Linked DNA regions of Mus musculus: regions 2, 3 and 4 are each linked to region 1. A link is a contact called in public Micro-C and promoter capture Hi-C data. All regions are on one chromosome and are shown on one strand. The core of a region is the stretch at or near the end of the contact, and the rest is flanking DNA. Distances in the headings are between cores, read along the strand shown.

What was found. Promoter capture Hi-C pulls out the DNA fragments that hold promoters and counts their contacts. Hi-C and Micro-C count contacts between places; a contact is called where the count stands out from the background. Capture Hi-C pulls out chosen DNA fragments and counts their contacts.
Region 2: a promoter capture Hi-C map of adipose tissue shows a contact between it and region 1. The contact joins the promoter of Slc6a20a here to the promoter of Limd1 in region 1. A contact is called at or near these places in 3 of 39 promoter capture datasets (embryonic stem cells, erythroid cells and hematopoietic stem and progenitor cells), 1 of 484 Hi-C or Micro-C datasets (embryonic stem cells) and 3 of 9 other capture datasets (adipose tissue, liver and pancreatic islet).
Region 3: a Micro-C map of embryonic stem cells shows a contact between it and region 1, with 11 times the contacts expected there. The contact joins the promoter of Tmem158 here to the promoter of Limd1 in region 1. A contact is called at or near these places in 16 of 39 promoter capture datasets (the 3T3-L1 cell line, the C10 cell line, the HPC-7 cell line and 12 more), 2 of 15 datasets of contacts at CTCF or cohesin (the NIH/3T3 cell line and embryonic stem cells), 16 of 484 Hi-C or Micro-C datasets (the AML12 cell line, the C2C12 cell line, LSK cells and 9 more), 21 of 115 datasets of contacts at active chromatin or transcription factors (the SCID.adh cell line, bone marrow-derived macrophages, cardiomyocytes and 13 more) and 4 of 9 other capture datasets (adipose tissue, embryonic stem cells, liver and 1 more).
Region 4: a promoter capture Hi-C map of neural stem cells shows a contact between it and region 1. The contact joins the enhancer-like site here to the promoter of Limd1 in region 1. A contact is called at or near these places in 5 of 39 promoter capture datasets (the HPC-7 cell line, cranial neural crest, frontonasal cranial neural crest and 2 more), 2 of 15 datasets of contacts at CTCF or cohesin (the NIH/3T3 cell line and embryonic stem cells), 4 of 484 Hi-C or Micro-C datasets (bone marrow-derived macrophages, embryonic stem cells, reprogramming fibroblasts and 1 more), 17 of 115 datasets of contacts at active chromatin or transcription factors (the SCID.adh cell line, bone marrow-derived macrophages, cardiomyocytes and 11 more) and 4 of 9 other capture datasets (adipose tissue, embryonic stem cells, liver and 1 more).

The regions. Positions count from the first base shown.
Region 1 is chr9:123,477,398-123,480,354 of GRCm38.p6, reverse strand. It overlaps Limd1 (LIM domains containing 1), which reads right to left and starts at 1,654. Exons shown (of 8, transcript NM_013860.2): 1 at 1-1,654. The coding sequence starts at 1,117.
Region 2 is chr9:123,677,086-123,680,171 of GRCm38.p6, reverse strand. It overlaps Slc6a20a (solute carrier family 6 (neurotransmitter transporter), member 20A), which reads left to right and starts at 1,340. Exons shown (of 11, transcript NM_139142.2): 1 at 1,340-1,486. The coding sequence starts at 1,366.
Region 3 is chr9:123,259,376-123,262,219 of GRCm38.p6, reverse strand. Tmem158 (transmembrane protein 158) reads left to right here and starts at 1,431. Exons shown (of 1, transcript NM_001002267.2): 1 at 1,431-2,844. The coding sequence starts at 1,675. The coding sequence ends at 2,535.
Region 4 is chr9:123,242,433-123,245,603 of GRCm38.p6, reverse strand. No RefSeq gene overlaps it. Among named protein-coding and RNA genes, the nearest start is that of Tmem158, 17 kb to the left of the region's middle. Within about 2 kb of position 1,428, at least 99 of the 459 cell types and tissues checked have an H3K27ac peak or open chromatin away from gene starts, as enhancers often do. A contact at or near this core is called in the NIH/3T3 cell line, bone marrow-derived macrophages, neural stem cells and 1 more, where this site is marked.

The sequences.
Region 1 (2,957 bases), core at 405-2,904:
GACTAGTGCCAGACTCCACGCATCCAAACTTAGGATCCAGCCCGGTGGTCATACCTGGCTGGGTACTGTCCTTGCCAGCTGTCGAGGATAATGGAGCAGAAACTGAGAGGTAAGACTTGGGCCCATCCTGCAGCCAAGGCTGAGTGTCCACAAGGGGTTTGAAGACCCTGCCTGAAGCCTCATATCCCAGACCTGAATCTCTTTTCGGACAAGCTCCTTGGCTGGCGCTGCTAGGGACCATCGGTGCTGAAACAGTTGTGCCCTTGGGTTGAGCGGAGGTCCCATTCTCCAAGCCCATGGAAGAAAAACCGAGGTTCACTCGCTGAGAGGAGGCAGTGGACCAAAGGCCTGTTGGCTTCTCGCTGCTATGGCCACCAATGCCACCGTCCTGGCCACTGATGCCACTTTCAAAAGACCTGCCAGAGCACACTGTGGAGAGCTGTGGCTGGTAAGGGTGATGGTCTCCACAGGATTTGGGCAATGTGGAGTCATTCCCTGGGCAACCAGGCCATCCACTTCCTACACCCAGACTCACGCTGGGGCACCCTTCAGGTTTATCACCCCACTGTGGGCTTGCCAAAGAGAAATTGTCATAATAGTCTCCGTGAGTGAGGCAGGAAGGGTCTTCACAGGAGGGACTCAGGCCGTGTAAAGCAGGTCTCTGGGAACTCACAGGCCCCTCCCTGGAACCACAGTTCTGACTGCCAGGCCTTGCACCATGGGCAGATGGCCTGATCCTCTGCTCCTGAGATGGGTACGAGGGCTGCGCGGCCGCAGTGGTAGTAGCTAATCCAGGTGCCACTGTTGGCACAGCCAGAGGAGGCTTAGCGGCCCCATCTGCAGCCAGCTTGCCGCTCGCACCCTGACGGTTCCCACCGTTGACCGGGCTTCTGCCTGCCCTAGGTAGGGCCTCCTCCTGTAGGAGCTGCTGCTGTTGCTGCTGCTGGAGGTGGATTTTGGCCATCTTGGTCGCGAACACCCTTCGAGTTTCCTCAAATTCTGGGTTGTTGCCAGCACCCTTGTCCACCCGGAAGAGCCCATCCTTGGAGGCCTCATACATGTTCAGGTCCTCGATGAACTTACTGGCCTCAAGGCCCAGATCATCGTATTTATCCATGTTGTAGATCAGTGTCCGGGGCCTAGCCCTGGTTCAAGGTGTGAATGTGGTGGGGGAGATTTGGGTGCTGGCCGAGGTTTCAGGTCCAGCCTAAGGCAGATAAAGATTCCCACCTGCCCAGCAAGAAGGTCATGACTCCAAAACTCACAGTCCAGCCAGAGTTGAGGCCTTCAGGCCAGCGGGGCTAAGTTTACTTTCAGACTTCTTTTCCCCCGGGGAGCGTCCACGTGGGGGCAGAGCAGCCTTCAGCCGTGCCCGGCCTGCTTAGAAAAGTTCTCTTCTCCAAGTCACAAAACCCAAAACAGGCGAAAGAAGACAGAGAACGTCCACAGAAAAAAAGTAAACTCACATCCACGTCGAACAATCGAACTTGCAAACACACCGGGCAGCCCCTGGCCTGGGGCCGGTGGCCGGATCCAGCAGAGCTCACTGCAGCCGCGGCGCGCGGCCCATTGTCCGATGGCGGCGGCCGGCGGCGGGACGCGGAAGTGAGCGCGCGGGTCGTCAGTCCCGGGAGCTCGCTGGCCGGCTGCGCCCGCCCCGGGCCGCGCAGGGGCGCGGGCGGAGGCTCGGAGGGCGGGGCGGGGCGGGGCGGGGCGGAGGCTCGGAGGGCGGGGCGGGGCGGGGCGGGGCGGGGCGGAGGCTCGGAGGGCGGGGCGGGAGCGGGGCGGGGCGGGGCGCCCCCTGCAGGCCAGTGATGCGCACGCCGAGTTTTGGCGTCCCTCTCTGGGCACCGGGAGAGAGTTGCAATTCCCGCAGTACTTTTGCCGCGGACTGTTCAGTTTCCCGCCGCTGCTGGAGAGTCAAGGGTGCGCCAGGCTTCCCTCGGGTCCCCTCGAATGAGAGCATCTGTGTTGGACGTCCTAAGTGTGCCCAGAGAGGCTTGTCGTCCTTACTGGGTTTCTTGAACCCCAAGCAGTTCTCACCACTCCAGGTTGCCATGGCTCTAGATAACACACATAGCTCCTATGAGGTGACTGGGGATAGTTTACGTTTCCCACACAGCCGCCAGCGTGATCTAAAACCAATCCCAGGCCTGTCACTCTTGAACTTGAACCCTCAAGGCTTACTCCGGACTTATTTTGAAATCCCGCCTTCACTTCTACAAACAGGCCTGACTGCCCCGCCTACCCTCCCTCTGATTTGGGACCTTCCCTGCCTGAACTCCCGGTGGATGGAACTTCCTAGTGCCTGCCGAGAGCCTGCTGATCAGCTTCTGGTGTCTCTTCTTTCCTTCCCAGCTAAAATCACCTCCCCGTAAAGTTACCCCCACCCACAACCCCTTTGTTTCCTGCTTGGTTTGAACACTATTTAAATCCAGGGATACTGAAGTCACTGACCTGCAGGCTTTCTCCCATCTAGTTTAAATGTTTCCAGGTCTCTGCTCATACTACCTAATAGATGTAAATGTTATGCAAATAGTTCTCAGCAGTTTTGTTTGGTTTTGTTTTGTTGTCTTTCAGGAATCATGACAAGAAAATGAAATCTGTATGTGTTTAACATAAACACCTTTTCTTTTCCTGAGTATCTTGCCCTTGTTCAGATGTGGAGCTCTAGGTATGGAGGGTCAGCTCCAGCTGTTTATTTGTCTGCATGCCCCTTTTTGGTTGACAGCTAATCAGTTATCCACTTCATTACACCTGTATATGCGCAGGGTTTGGTTGAACATATGTGTCTTGGCAAATCTCTCTAAACTGTGACGAGGAACAAACAAGATAATATATATGGAAGTGCTTATATTCTTATATTCTATAAACACAAAAATGGTTCACTGTCCTGTAGACTCTGAAGGTTCAGGATATTTGTTGAAAATGAAGAGTTCCAGGCTCCAGCCCCAAAC
Region 2 (3,086 bases), core at 91-2,590, 200 kb before region 1:
CAGAACTTTAAAAACAGAATGGCAGTGCCAGCAAGATGGTAAGACCACTTGCTCTGACCTCTGACCTCCACTCATGCCATGGCACCTGGTCCCAATAAATGCTTGTTTTTGTTTTGCTTTGTTAAAACAAAAAACAGTCTGTGGAATGACAGTAAAGATGCAGAGCAGCTGGGATTAATGAGAATGTGAACTGATATTTTTTGATGCCGCACATAGTCCCAAAGTTCCTAATAGTCCATCTACCTGCCATATTAGAATGTTCACTTTGGTTCTATTCATAGTAGCCACAAACTGGACAACACAAATGTCCACCAACAAGACTGGAACTAGACATAGGAGGATGCAGGAAATATATATATTTAGTATATATATATATACTAAAGCTTAAGAATCTAGAGTTTCTTCCACTGTGTTGTGACTTTGCTTTCTTTACTGTTTTAAGGTTAAAAGTCCTAGGATAGGTTGGGGCAGATTTTTTTTCTATTACAGATGAAACAAGGTCAAAGATGTTAAATGGCTTGCCAAGTCACAGAATTTAGTCTGTGGTGGAATATAGACGCAAACAACAGATCCTGCATCACTGTACCAAACTTTACTGAGTTAGGTTCATTTATATCTTCTTGTTGGACTGGCAAAAACATGAGAATTCTTGGGTTTCCACCTGGCCCAGGGAAGAGAATCTCTGACTCCCATTGGCCTCAAGGCAGCTGTTCAAAACCTGATTCTGCCCACACTACAGGTGCAGGCAAGGGCCGGTAGTTGGAGACCCTTAAGTCTCCCATGTGTGCTAGGATCAAACTCAGGGTCTCAGAAGTGCTAGGAGAGTGATCTGCCTCTGAATCTCCACACCCACCCTCTCTGTGCAAAAGTCATCTCTCCTCTGGGAAGTCCTGGATCCCTGTCTGTCTCTAGGACTTGTCTCTCTCTCTGCTTTACCTAAATTGCCCCTGCATCACCGACTTAGGTGAACTGGGTGGTATTAATTAAAGGAAATTACCCCAGTGGGTCAAAAGAAGTTAAGAACGAGTCACTCCGTGGTATTTAAATGTTCCCGCCACCTGAATGTGAGCCCTGGAGGGGTGGGGTTGCTGTGTCTTCCCGCAGCACAGCAGTGCCAGGCATATAGTATTGTCATCGATTAATCAGTAAGAAGTTGAGGAAACATGATCCTTTCCCCGAGCTCTGAAGTCCACACGCAGGGCCAAGGAGGGGCGCCTTCCCCGCCCGCCGAGGCTAGGGTGGGGCTCACCGTTCCCCACTCACCGGCCTCGCCCCGCGCGCGCGTTAATGAGATTAGCAATTAAAAGGCGGGCGAGCGGCGGCGGCCAGAGACCAGGCCCTGACGGGGAGCAGCGAGCTCGGGACATGGAGAAGGCACGGCCTCAGTGGGGCCATCCGCTGCAGTTCGTGTTCGCCTGCATCTCCTACGCCGTGGGTTTGGGCAACGTGTGGCGCTTCCCTTACCTGTGCCAGATGTACGGCGGAGGTGAGTGCGCACAGGCGGGACCGCCGGGTGCCTGGACGCCGAGCGGCGGTGGCATTCCGGCCCGCGAGCCTCCGCTCGGGGTGGCGTTCTGTCCCGAACACCCCAGCTCGGCCAAGTGTTCGGTCCCACGCGCTTCAAGTTCAAGGGCGGGTGGCCCCTGTAACCGAGAACGCCGCGGCGCGGGGACTGTCGCCCTAAGAAATTGACCCTCGCGGTCCCGAGTCCGAACTGTGGCTCCAGCAGGTGCAGGGCGGCGCCGGCGGGGAACCTGCTGTCCCGGGAGGAAAGGTGCGGTGCCGTCTACAGAGGTGTGAAAGAGGACACTAAATTGTTTATCAGGAACTTGTCGTGCAACTTGCAGTTCCGAAATTTAAGTTCCCGACCGCAAGTTGAAACACCAGTCAAACGGATCGTGAGCGATTTCTTTTACTTTTTCTTAATAAAAAGGATCGGTTTGTAGATGTGAAGACTTAGTTTGGGCTTGGAATCACAGGAGGGAAAAACAAATAATTCCGTGCCCGGAGAATTAGTTTCTTGGTTCTGCTGTTTTGTTTTTATAAATGTTTCCTCTGACCTAGGGGAGAAACTGGGGGTTAAGGGTGGGACAGACACCTCACCCTGCACCCGCTAAAGCAGGGAAAAGAGCTGAGAACTCTGGGACTGGGACTTTCCGAAGTCCAAGTACCGTTCTGGGGTCAGTATGGCATGAAGGAAGTAAGTCTCAGCATAAAAACCTCCCTCTTCAATTCCATTTTCTAAAACCTCATCTAAAGGAAAACGCAGCATATGAACAGAGACAGAAAATAGCATGGCTACCGCCTTTAATAAGATCAAAATGTGAGAAACTTGCTAAGCCATTCAGAAAAAAAAAAAATATTGGTTCAGTAAGTTGTGGAACATCCTTGGCAGCCATAAAGGTAAAGTTTTAATAGAATTTTATCTTAATAGTGTTATCATGTGATAAGTGGAGGCAGGTGAAGTCATATTCAAAACTGTAAAACATTTTTAAGCACTTGTGCTTAAAACCATTCAGAGAAAAGGAAAATGAAAAAAAAATTTCAAGTGTTATCAATAGTTTTCTGGGTGGCTCTTATTTACCTAACAGCATGTTTGTGTATACATGGGAGGAGAGATCTAATAGCATGTGTTTGTGTATGGGTGGAGAGAAAGCTAATCAGCACATTAGTTCTCGATATCAGGACAGTAAAAAATATTAATGTATTACAGAATTTAACTTGTTTAAGAAAATCTAACCCTCCCTCCTCCTGTCACTCCAGCCAGATCAAAATCAATTCAACAAAAGGTTACTCTATAGATTTGAAGAAGGAAACAGTGCATTCTTAATTCTCTGGTTTATTTTAATTTGAGGGCATATGCTATCACATGCTCCTAATGTTTCATAACTGACTTTAAAAAGAATTGTCAGAGGCAGATTTTCACATCTTTGTGTGCTCAGTACATCTGTCTCAATACCTTCTTTATCCTGGGTCCATAGCTCCCAACACCAGGCCGAGTAAACCACACTGTCACATGACTGCTTAATTCCTTGTTTATCATGGCACCATCACCTGAACAGGCTTCAGGTAGTACAAGGGAGGCT
Region 3 (2,844 bases), core at 182-2,681, 220 kb after region 1:
CCTTCTCTCTCTCCCCACTTTCTCTCTGTCTACCTGTGTCTCTCCCTCATTCCAATGTTACTATTTGTTAGAAAACAACTTAGAAGATGGGTTTAGTGGTACATGGCTTTAGTCCCAGAACTCAAGAAGCAGGGGCAAGTGGATCTCTGAGAGTTTGAGGCCGGTCTGGTCTACATAATAAGTTCCAGGACAGCTAAAGCTACGAAGTGAAACCTTGACTCAAAAGAAAGAGCAGGAGAAAGAATGAAAGAGAGAGAGAGAACTATTTAGAGAAATATATTTAGCACTTTGTACCCAGCAATGGCTGTCATCCTGTCCTTCACAGGCCCTTGGGAAAGCTTAGCTGGCTTAGAGGGAGGGTCACTCTTAGATTTACAGAGCACAACTGTTTCAAGCCATTTTAGGGGTCAGTTGACATTAGTTTCCAAGTGTGAGGCCAGAAAACAAGGGAAGTGCAGTTTGCTCCTTTTTGTGATGGGGATTGAACCCTGGGCTTGCTAGGACACTAGGAAAGCACCCTTCCAACTGAGCTGCCTCTTCTTCCCAAGAACGTTTTTTGTTCTTTACAGAAAGCATCTTTCTGTGTAGCCCAGGCTGTCCTCAAACTCATAATTCTCCTCACCACCTTAGTACTGGATTTTGTTTATTTGAGACAGGTTTTCAGGTAGCCCAGGCTGGCCTCTCCAAGGAACTTGGACTCTGGATTCTCACTTGGGATTACAGACTTGTACCATCAAGCTCAGGACTCAGGTAGGCTTCTTAATATAAATTGTATCCTATTAAATTACTCTTGACAACTCCACCTCTCCACAATATACATCCCGGAAGACTGATATTCATGGACTCTAACATACAAATTTTTTGTGTCTATGTGCACACTAGACTGCAGGTGTCCTCAAGCATCCGACCTGTGGGATTTGCATTCCCATTGCCCCAACCAACACCAAAACTTCAGAATTTTGAGGATTTTTTTATGAGTTCTCTTCCTGTAAAACAAAACAACGAAACAAAAACAAAACAAAAAACAAAACAACAACAACAACAAAAAAACCCATATGTATCTATTGTGGTGAAGACACATTAAAACCAGCCAGACTCCAGATCTGAATTTCTGAACTCAGCAGAAAGGTACAAGAGTCCTGTCTCTGGCTCCTGAGGTAGCCCGGAGACTTTCTCCCTTCTTAGTTTCTCCTAAGCAGAAAGGAGGTACTGATTAGCTCTCCTGGGGGCGTGACAGAGGGACTGTCTGGGCTCCGGGACTCGCTCTGGGCTTCCCGCCCTCGGGGGTCCCCTCGCTCCGCCTCCACGCACCGCCCTGTCGCTCAGGTCTTCAGTTCCCGCCCCTGCGAGTGGAGCCCCGCCCTCCCAATTCCCCGCACCCGGTGAGCCGGGGGCGGGGCGCGCGGAAGGCGGAGCCGAGCAGGGGAATCCTCTCTCGTTTCGCCGCGAGCCAGCAGAGCCTCCTGGCCGTCCAAGGGCCCCAGCTCTGGGGGCAGCGGAACCTCGACGAGCGGAGTCTGAAGAGGCCATCGCGGCCCGTGAGCCGGTGTCGTCCCAATACACTGGCAGAGTTCCGCCTCGGCCTTCCAGGCCCCGCGGTTCCCTCACCGGACGGTCGCCTGCGCGCCATGCAGCCGCCGCCTGCCCCGCGCGCGTAGGCGCTCGCCACAGGCCATGCTGCCCCTTCTCGCCGCGCTACTGGCCGCCGCCTGCCAGCTGCCGCCGGCGCACGGCGGGGCCACGGATGCGCCCGGCCTTGCAGGGACGCCCCCAAACGCCTCGGCCAATGCGTCCTTCACCAACGAACACTCCACCCCGCGTCTGCTGGCATCGGCGGCATCGGCGCCCCCAGAGCGCGCGGGCCCAGAGGAGGCTCCGGCGGCGCCCTGCAACATCAGCGTGCAACGACAGATGCTGAGCTCGCTGCTCGTGCGCTGGGGCCGCCCGCGGGGCTTGCAGTGCGACCTGCTGCTCTTCTCTACCAACGCGCACGGCCGCGCCTTCTTCGCCGCCGCCTTCCACCGCGTCGGGCCACCACTGCTCATCGAGCATCTGGGGCTGGCGGCGGGCGGCGCGCAGCAAGACCTGCGCCTGTGCGTGGGCTGCGGCTGGGTGCGCGGCCGCCTGCGGGCTCCCGCCGGGGCTCCCACCGCGCTGCCTGCCTACCCGGCGGCCGAGCCGGGGCCGCTGTGGCTGCAGGGCGAGCCTCGTCACTTCTGCTGCCTGGACTTCAGCCTGGAGGAGCTGCAGGGCGAGCCGGGCTGGCGGCTGAACCGCAAGCCCATCGAGTCTACGCTGGTGGCCTGCTTCATGACCCTGGTCATCGTGGTGTGGAGCGTGGCCGCCCTCATCTGGCCGGTGCCCATCATTGCCGGCTTCCTGCCCAACGGCATGGAGCAGCGCCGGACCACCGCCGGCGCCCCCGCGGCCGCTCCTGCAGCCGTACCCGCGGGGACTACCGCCGCTGCCGCCGCCGCTGCTGCAGCTGCTGCTGCTGCTGCCGCGGCTGTCACCTCGGGGGTGGCTCCTAAGTGACCCCCTCCGCCCCGCGTCCGCGCTGTGTAAGCGCTCGCACGCGCCTTCCTCACCGGAGACGGGGCAGGTGCGCTTCGTGCTGTCCTTATTGTTCATCCTTTTCCCGGGAGGGGACCGCAGAGAGGCACAAATGAGGTGGGAAAGTGGGGTTTGTGCTGAGGTTCTGGTTCGGAAGAGCAGGGGCAAGCTCTCGGGCTGAAGGGTGGGATCCACGCGTGGCTCGAGGACACAAGGGAAACCGGCTCTTTCCCCTGCGGCACCCCCTCCCTGCGCCCACATGCCCTTTATTTATGGCAGAAAGTGACCAGA
Region 4 (3,171 bases), core at 179-2,678, 230 kb after region 1:
ACCCATGATGTAGTCCGTGTTCCTGGAAAATGACTGCATCTTTGCCTAGGTCTTCTGAGAATTCCCAGAAATATTTCATCAACCCGGTAATACAAACCAACACTCCCAGGTGAGCTCTGAGTGGTACTCTTACTCCTGAGACTACCAGTTTCACTGGGCGAGCACATACCTGTTTGTGGAGTGAGTGCTGGGCTGACAGATGAGGGCTAGGTGATCAGGTGAGGGGTAGACTGCTTGTATAGGCCACTTGACACTCGTCATGAGGCTGCCTTGTGTTGTGTAGGCCCAGACTTCACAATAATCCCCATCCACAACCCCTTTCGACCCCTGTGATCACATGTGGCCAGCTGGTAGGTCTAGGATGCTGGATCTAATAAGAACAATACCAGGGTAGTAGGTCAGCTGCACAGCCCCTACTCCACACACACAGTTGCTTATTTCTGCTATTTGGTGAGTGGTGGGTGGTTTCCAAGTTGTCTGAAGGTCTAACTACTGGGCAATATGATCTATGCTCAATTTAAACACAATTTCCTCCTAAATGTTTTACACTTCTTACTGCTTGGGTTTGAGGTTTTGGAAACAGGTCTCATATAGTCCAGGCTGTCCTGTATCTTGTTCTGTAGCCAAGGATGACTCTAAACTTCTGATCCTCCTACCTCTACCAACAAAGAATATAGCCACAAACTACCACACCAGTCTTGGGAGCTTCTTTTTACATGCCTGGCAAAAATATAGCTTGAGACTGATTCCAAAAAGAATATATATATATATATATATATATATATATATATATATATATATGCTCAGGGAGAAATCTGGGAATAGAAAGAGAAAGATGATAAAGCACAGTGTTTTCTGACACTGCTCAGCCTCTTCCTTACTCAGGGGTAGAGCATGATAGCCCCAATCCATATCAAGACACAAAGGTGGGTGGGGTGTGATAGCCCCAGGGCACAGTCCCAGTAAGTAAGCAAAGTTTCCAGAAGGTAAGTCTACACAAAGCCACATTGTTGTATGGTGATGGTCAGAATTCACACTAGGATCTGAGTTTTAGCTACTAAATATCTACAGAGATGCCAGTGTGCCTGGTACCATATAAAAAGAACAGCTATCAACAGAAGGCAAGGACGGTGTGCTTAAGATGATGAAGTTGCTGGTATAGAGAGGAGGCAGACACAGGGGCCAGAGCATCCCTGCTCTTCATCCTTCTCCTTTCTATCAGTCACACCTTAAAGGCTGGGCTTCCTGCTGCCCTGCCTCCAACCCTCTCACCACCTCGTTTCTTTCTTGTAGAAAGTTACCCACAGTAGTCTTCTGTTGATTAAAAAAAAAAAAAAAAGCTTGGGATCTGTGCTGTTGCCCATAGTTACCCCGAGCTCAGCAGTGTGGTGACTGGTGCTGACTCACCGGCCACGCGGGAGTGTCCTTAGGTGCCTGCAGACTGGGAAAATCCTTTGTCTATTTATCTTCCGGTTATATCCTAGCTTCTCCCTCAGCCCTCCCTGTCCGCCCACCCAGTGTAATGAAGGTTCTCGCAGAGTGTTTGATAACTCAAAGACTCAGAGATGTTTTAATCAGCCGCTCTTCTTTGTCGGCTTTTGATGGATTTTTATGTTCTCCTCACTTGGAAGGTTAGCTTGGTAGCTTGGTTCCATGTCTTTTTTAGGAAGTGAGCACCCTGCAGGAATGCTCGAAGTCTTTCTCTATGAATTAAATAGAGATCAGGAGATGACACTGGATTGGGGCGCTTGGCGTGGGGAAGATTGGGGATTAAAGCAGGTAGAAGAATCGATGGAGGGAGTGTGGAGCAGAACAGGAAGGCCCAGTGAGAAACAGGACCTCTCCACTGAAGAAAGCTTTCTCCATGTTTTAAAGGGCAGTTGCTGTTGTATTTCCCAAACAGCAACAGGGCACCATCTTCCACCTCACCCACAGACTTAGCCTGTCTTTATCATAAACTAGGCTATAATTCATCTCCCCTTGCTGGTGATTATGGGCTGGCTCTGAGAGCTGTTTGATGACCAGTCAGTCCAGAGATCAAGGATGAAGGTCACAGGACTGATTCTGGGATATAATTCACCTCCCCTCACTCTTAAATTGTTTTTGTGGGTGGTTTGCTATAGCATGCAAGGTCTAATATGCCATCATGGTTCTCACACAGAGGCAAAGAGGTCATTCTGCCTCATATCCAGTGCCCCACACTGCTTTCTAACCCTGAGCCAGTTGTTCTGGGCTCAGGGCCTCAAGAACAGCTTCAGTTTTTAATTCTTCTCTAACATGTCTGAAATACAGATCCCACTGCATCCTCTAGTCTCCGTCAACTCTCTCTTCCAAATTCTCTCCCACCCTCCTCACAGTTCCACGCAGACAATGAGATGCTGGGTGCTTACAGAGTGGTTTTTATATACCTCGCCCTGCTCAAACCACCAAGAAACACCTCTAACTGGAATCACTCAGCCAACAGCCCATACCCACCCAAGCTATGCACTGTATCTTTGAGGAGCTAAGAGTTAAGGGCTTTTTAAGCTATGTTTCTATCTGAGCATGGTGGTGTGTGACTGTAATCCTAACATTCGGGAGAAGGAGACAAGAGGCTCACCAGTCTATGGTAATCCTTGGCTACAGAGTGAATCCCAGATCAAGCTGAGCTACAAAGTATGACACTGTCAAGAAGAAACAAAACAAAAGCAAAAACAAAATTTAACGAAACAGCTAAGCTGGGCTTGGTAATACAAGTCTGTAGTACTAGAATTTAAGAGGCTAAGGCAGGAAGATGTTGAATTCCAGGCCAGCCTGGGCTACAACATAAATTGCAAAACGAACCATGTCTCAAAAAAAAAAAAAAATTTAGGCAGGGGAGTAGGAAGGTACCTTTAATCCCAGTGCTTAGAAGGCAGAGACAGGTGGATCTCTGAAACACGAAGGCCAGTCTGGTCTAGACAGCTCCAGGACAGCCAGAGCTACACAGTAAGACCGAGTCTTGGATATTTGTTTTGTTTGTTGTTGTTTTTTAATGAAATGGAGGTGAGAGTAGGGGTGTAGCTCAGTTGGCAGAGTGCTTGCTTGGCATGCAAAAAGCCCTGAGTTCTAACAGACAAGGGAATGATAGCTGTTGTGTGACGAACAGATCCTGGAGCTCCTATCTACTCAGCCAAGACAGGGAGCCCAGGA